Regions from separate parts of the Sus scrofa genome. Here region 2 is linked to region 1. A link is a contact called in public Hi-C data. All regions are on one chromosome and are shown on one strand. The core of a region is the stretch at or near the end of the contact, and the rest is flanking DNA. Distances in the headings are between cores, read along the strand shown. Region 1 has its middle 390 kb from the start of AGTPBP1. Region 2 overlaps NTRK2 (BDNF/NT-3 growth factors receptor).

Region 1 (2,923 bases), core at 56-2,555:
CTCATGACAAGAAACAGAATGACAGGAAAAAAGGAAGAGAATTAGCTGGAAAGAGAGGAGCTCAGAGGGACTTGAAAAAAGTCTCAAACCGGAGAACAGACCAGTGACGCCTAGGCCTATTTAAAACATAGACGTGATGGTCTGGGGCCATTCCTGGTTGGATTTGGGGCATACTCCCCCAAACTTCTGCCCAGAATCTTACTTTTCTGAAACTACAAATACTTTAACTATCCCCCTCACTCACTTCCTCTCTCTCATATCTCTTCCTTCCTCTTTGATCCTTTTCTTACCTATTCCCAGCTACCCAAGATGGGAAAGGAAAGAGAAGCAGCCCACTGCATGCATGCAAGCTGGCGCCGGCATTCCAACTGCTGCCTGCAATGCTACAAAATCATTGCAATAGGGAAGAACAGACCTGACTCCATATTAGATCTCTCTCTTTTACTTTAACCTTTTTGCTACACATTTACAATGTTGCCTATAGTCTAAAATACAGGAGAGCTCATTCTCAGGGTTCTGACCTTTACAAGTACAACAATTTTCCATTCATATAGAGATACATAGTTTCAAAACAAAAAGCAACTGTTTGTCTTGTTGGAGGTTTACAGGATCTTTGGTGACCTGACCTACATGGACAGCTGCAAGAACAAAGGATTTTGATGCCAAGAAGTTTGCAACAACCAATCATACCTCCTCCCCTTTCAGTATAAAAAGAAGCCTGAATTCTGACTTGGGTAAGACAGTTATTTGGGACACTGGCTCATCATCTTCTCTGGTTGCTGGCTTTCAAAATAAAGTCACTATTCCCTGCCCCAACAACTCCTATATTGACCTGTGAGCAGTATAGTTGGGACTCCATAACATCATGTGCAAAATAAAGCACGTATGATAAACCACCAACTTTTGGGGTCGGTGTGTCACTCAACAATAGATGTCACCAGAAGAGGGAGGTACTTGGACCCTTGTTGTGGGGGAGAGTGCGCCTTGTCTAAAGAGGCAGTCGCAGCTCAGCTGGTGTAAGCATTGTGCTGGGGGATTCAGGTCTTGGATCGCCAGCTGTGATCTAACAACGAGATATTAGATACTGAATTCTGTGGAATCTCCAAATGTTTTAGAGATCAGTTTCTAATTAAAATTTTTGGAAAATAGCGTGGGCATCCCACAAAGCTGTCTATGTGCCTGTAAAGCCTGTGAGCTGCCAGTTTGCCACCTCTGTTTTCTTTAGAAGTCAAGAGAGACTGCTTGTCCTCCCCTAGCCAATGCCCTCTTGTAAACTGGGGCTATCAGCTGCAGCTAGTGGCCTCCAGCCCAGCAGGAGTGCTTCCCTATAAGGTATTAGCATATGAAAACCAGCCTTTAAGCTGGGTTTGTACATTCCCACATCTAAACCAAACAAACTGCCTCCTGTTTCCCCAGTGATTGAAGCTCTGACCCATTTAAGCCTGACAGCAAAATAGGGATTAGCAGGGGGTGTTGCTAGTGGTGTTTTGATTGGGAGGGGATGAAAGAAGTTGGAGGGAGAAGGGTGGGAGGAGGGATGATGAAGGAAAACTTCCTGGAGGACAAAGGTTCACCAGTTTTCCCTTGACATTAATTTAAGGGCAATGACATCAACAAAAATCGCTGTGAATTGTGAAGCGTTTTTGAAAAAAACAGCCCTGCGTGTTGTTTTTGGCCTTTGCTGTGAATATTTCCTCTGGGCCCTGAAGGAATTCGCCTTTACTTGAGGAGGATAGGATTGCATGCCATTCTTTATCAACTTCTTGTGTACTTTCTTCGGGATGTGGGTGAGGCAGCGGACTGTGCCGATGAGCTGACCCAGAGGTGCCCAATCCCAAGGACCAGAAGGCCTTTGTGGCCTGAGGCTGGGGATCCAAGAGGTGGGAACGTGTGACCATTGCAAAGTCAAAGTCTGTGCAGTCACAGAGGGAGAAGAGCAGCACCAGGCTGAGGACAGTTTTACAAAGAAGAGCAGAAGCATCACTGACCATTGGGGTGTCGGGGGCCTCAGCCTTCATTAACAGAATGAATGACTATATGAATAGTCCCTGAACCTCTCCGATAACAAAAAAGTGTTCTACGGCTTATTCGAAAACTCTTTATGTTTCATCTTTTATATTGAACTTATTTTGAAATGGTCCCAAAGGTAAATACTGAAATGTGTCTCTCCCATCTCAGTACCCTTGTGTTATTTTAGTCCCTCATGTAATCCATATAAACATTTGTGTATTTTTCCAGAGGTGCTGATACATTCACATAACGTAAAAACCCTTTTTTTTTTCACTCAAGAAAAAGAACGTAAGCATAACCTAAAGAATATCCCATGTTTCCATAGTTGCTCGTGTCTGTACCCTCATTCTTTCTTACAGCAGCACAGCATTTTGTTTTTCCGTCTATTATAAATTATTTAACTAGTCGTCTATTGATGTATATTGTCTCCATAGTAATTTCCTTATGAAATAATTTAGAGTATAAACTCTGTGATACGTGTATAAGTGAAATCTGATCTGTGATGAGGGCATGATTAGTCAACATTTGAAGTAGACTAAGAGTCCTTCAATGATAAATACTTAGAACTTCAAATATCCTTATGGAAATCCACATGTAAGGGTTAGCTAATTAGCCCAAGTGATGAGATGAGTGGAGGTCAAAATAGTTGGTTAGGAAGGTGATATACATTTCATGGTCTGACTGACTGACTAAAAATCTGAATATCTAACTTAACGATGGGCTGGTTGACTGTCGGGGTAACCACAGAAGGAACATGTGACAGAGGGATATGGGGAGTCTCCTTTCCAGTTCTTAGGCTATGCATCTATTGGAAGCTCCTCTTCTTCAGTAAGAAGCCAGTCAGCCCTCAGAAAAATAAACAAACACCATGAAGGGAAAATTGGTTCCTAAATGATTGTGAAATTATTTATGG
Region 2 (2,834 bases), core at 188-2,687, 250 kb after region 1:
TTCTCTTTATCTCTGTGTTCATATGCCAAGGAAGGCCATGTGAAGACATAACCCACACCAGTGAGCTGAGTGTGCTGGCACCCTGACCTTCAGACTGTGAGAAATAAGTTCCCTTCGTTTACGCCACCTGGTCTGTGGCATTTTGTCAGGATACCTGGAGCTGATTCATGCACTTGGGTTCAGTCCCCTTGACCTCAGGCTTCCCGTGGGTTCAGAGGGCAGGATATTGCATGTGGAGGCATTACAGGCTGGCTACACCCTTCTACCAAAAGTCACAGCTCCAGCCAGGTGGCCCTCTCCAGGTAGCTATCCTTCCTGGATTCAGGTAACTACTCCTTCCTCCTGTCATTTCAGACCAAAAGGCAATAGGGTCGTACACTTGTGATGTCCCTCAAGCCTATCCACATAAATCTACCCACATAAATCGTCCTTTTATTCGAATGTTTCTATTACTCAATTTCAGTTTGTTACCTATTTCTTATCTGAGCTCTGACAGGATCCAACAAAACATGGGAATTGCTAAAAAGATTGTTTTAAAAATATATATATATATATAATTCCAAACATTGTTTCAGGGAGTTCTCATCATGGCTCAGTGGTAACAGACCCAATTCGTAGCCATGAAGACTTGGTTCCATTGCTGGCCTCACTCAGTGGGTTAAGGATCCGGCGTTGCTGTGAGCTGTGGTGTAGATTGCAGACTCGATTCGGATCCTGATTGCTGGGCTGTGGTGGAGGCTGGCAACTGCAGCTCCAATTGGACCCCTCGTCTGGGAACCTCCATATGCTGTGGGTGCGGCCCTAAAAAGACAAAACAAAAACAATAAATAATAAATACACCATTATTTCACTGATAAAGAGGCTGAGACCCAAGAACTCCCAATTAACTGGTAATAACTCCTCAGAGTCGCCTGAGTCACCACGAATGGGATCACACAGGACAGTGGCTGCTGCATTGCTTATAGTAGTTGGCTTGTGATGACAACGCCAGGGTGATGGTAAGAAACGAAATCTCTTTTGGGCTTTCTAGAGCTCAGCTTATTCCTATTACATTTTTCTTCCCATACTCTGTGAGCCAGGCCTTCCTTCATCTCTGGTTCCATTTTCAGTTGGTTCCACTCGCTGAAAAGTCTCCATTGTTCTCGGGGTCAGGAAACACGGGCAGGGGGAGAGCTTGTTGAGAAGTCATTGCCTAGCAACCCATCTTCCTTATTCCAAGGACAGAGGCTATTTGCATTTTGGGAAAGAGAAAAAAGCTCCCCTTCTCATGAGTCCTGGGCTAAGAATGTCTTGCTGACCGTTCCTTAAGGGAACCTTCCTTCCTCTGAGAGCTTCCCCTGGGTGGCCTTTCTTTGCCTGCTGCCGCTGTGCGTATCCCCCTTGGGGTGGGTGCCATCTTCCAAGGTGTCCCCAGAGCTGCCTAGGGCAATGAGTGCCTCTGGCACCGCCAAGCTGCAGCCCCGGGTGGGAGAGGCAGGCAGCACCGGGCTGGGGCTCAGAACATCCTGATCTCATTCCAGTGGATGTTGCTTTCCCACACTTCTTTCCTTTGGTAAAGCTTTCTTTCTTGGAAATGTGCCCCACCCAGGGGATGTGTTTTTAACCCCAACCTGCCAGCGAGTTCCTTGAACTTGCTTAGGGGAGGATGAAGCCGGCAGGGACATGGAAAGGGGAGGCGCCACGTCCTCCACTCAAAAGCTCTTAGCCAACCTCCAGGAGGAGGGAACCAAGGGAAGAGAAACTGGTCTTCTCCTCATTTGAGAAACTGAGCTGGGTTTATAGATGGAAAAGTCATCCTTCCCAACTAGAGACCTCCTACCAAACACATCACATTCTTCATCCTGCTAGGTCTTCAAGCTGAAGGGATAAAGGATGGTTGTCTCATAAGTGAGATGTGAAGAGTGATGAGATTGGAATCTGCCTTGTTTTATGCCTTAAAGAGGTAAAGAAAATCTGGCTTCAGGTTGGGCAAGACCTTGCATCTTCTGCAGCTCAGAAATGCCATCTATAAGAACTGAGGTCTTGAAGAATTACCTTGACACCTGTTGACAATGTTTAACTTATTTGAACAGCGCACAAGGCATGTACCTTGGGGTGTACCATTTCCTGAAAACCATCTCATGTCTGTGGCTATGTTGGTTCCTGGGCCTCTCTGAGATAATCCTCTTGGGGAGAAGCCCTGGCTATCCACAGATCATGCTAATCTACAACACGATAGCAGATATGGCTGGTATGAAGAGAAATGTCAGGTTTTCCATAACTTCGCATTCCTCTGTCCATTTTATGCATTTCCTTGCATACATCCAACCCAAGACAAAGAAGCCATGCAAGTCTGCATAAGGCTAATAAATAAAGAAACTTTTTTGACCACTAGAGGGATATTCCTCCAAGAGAGAAAAGGTAGAAGAAAATACCACCTAATCAATCCTCTTATCTGTAAGGCCAGGAGATGAATGCATCCAGAAGAAAATCCTGAATGATTCATGGGAGTTGATCTATGAGAAGAAAACAAAGAAACACATTGAAAAAAAAAAAAGAGCGCTCACCAAAAATTTACCTCCTGTGCAAGAACCTAAGTGCAGCTTTGTTTATATTTATTTTCATCAGACTTGTAAGTTCTCGAAGACTTGATCTCAAGTCTTCTCTGTGCAGAAAATATTCAATTCAGTGGAAGTGACTTGAGCTTAGAATGCTAGGGCTAGGAAGACGATAGAAGTCATCTGACTCATCTCCCTCATTTCACAATCGAGGCCCACACACAGAGGCCCAAGGAGGTTGGTTCGGCTTTGCCCAGATGACATGCAGACCACACAGGTGGTACTGAATGCACAGAA

The links. A called contact is a pair of places that touch in the nucleus more often than the background predicts.
Region 2: a contact with region 1 is called in a Hi-C map of brain, with 5 times the contacts expected there. The contact joins two enhancer-like sites. A contact is called at or near these places in 2 of 47 Hi-C or Micro-C datasets (brain and liver).

What each region holds. Positions count from the first base shown.
Region 1 is chr10:29,830,901-29,833,823 of Sscrofa11.1, forward strand. No RefSeq gene overlaps it. Among named protein-coding and RNA genes, the nearest start is that of AGTPBP1, 390 kb to the left of the region's middle. Within about 2 kb of position 1,306, at least 14 of the 83 cell types and tissues checked have an H3K27ac peak or open chromatin away from gene starts, as enhancers often do. A contact at or near this core is called in brain, where this site is marked.
Region 2 is chr10:30,083,799-30,086,632 of Sscrofa11.1, forward strand. The region is part of intron 17 of NTRK2 (BDNF/NT-3 growth factors receptor); the gene reads right to left. Among named protein-coding and RNA genes, the nearest start is that of NTRK2, 340 kb to the right of the region's middle. Within about 2 kb of position 1,438, at least 4 of the 83 cell types and tissues checked have an H3K27ac peak or open chromatin away from gene starts, as enhancers often do. A contact at or near this core is called in brain, where this site is marked.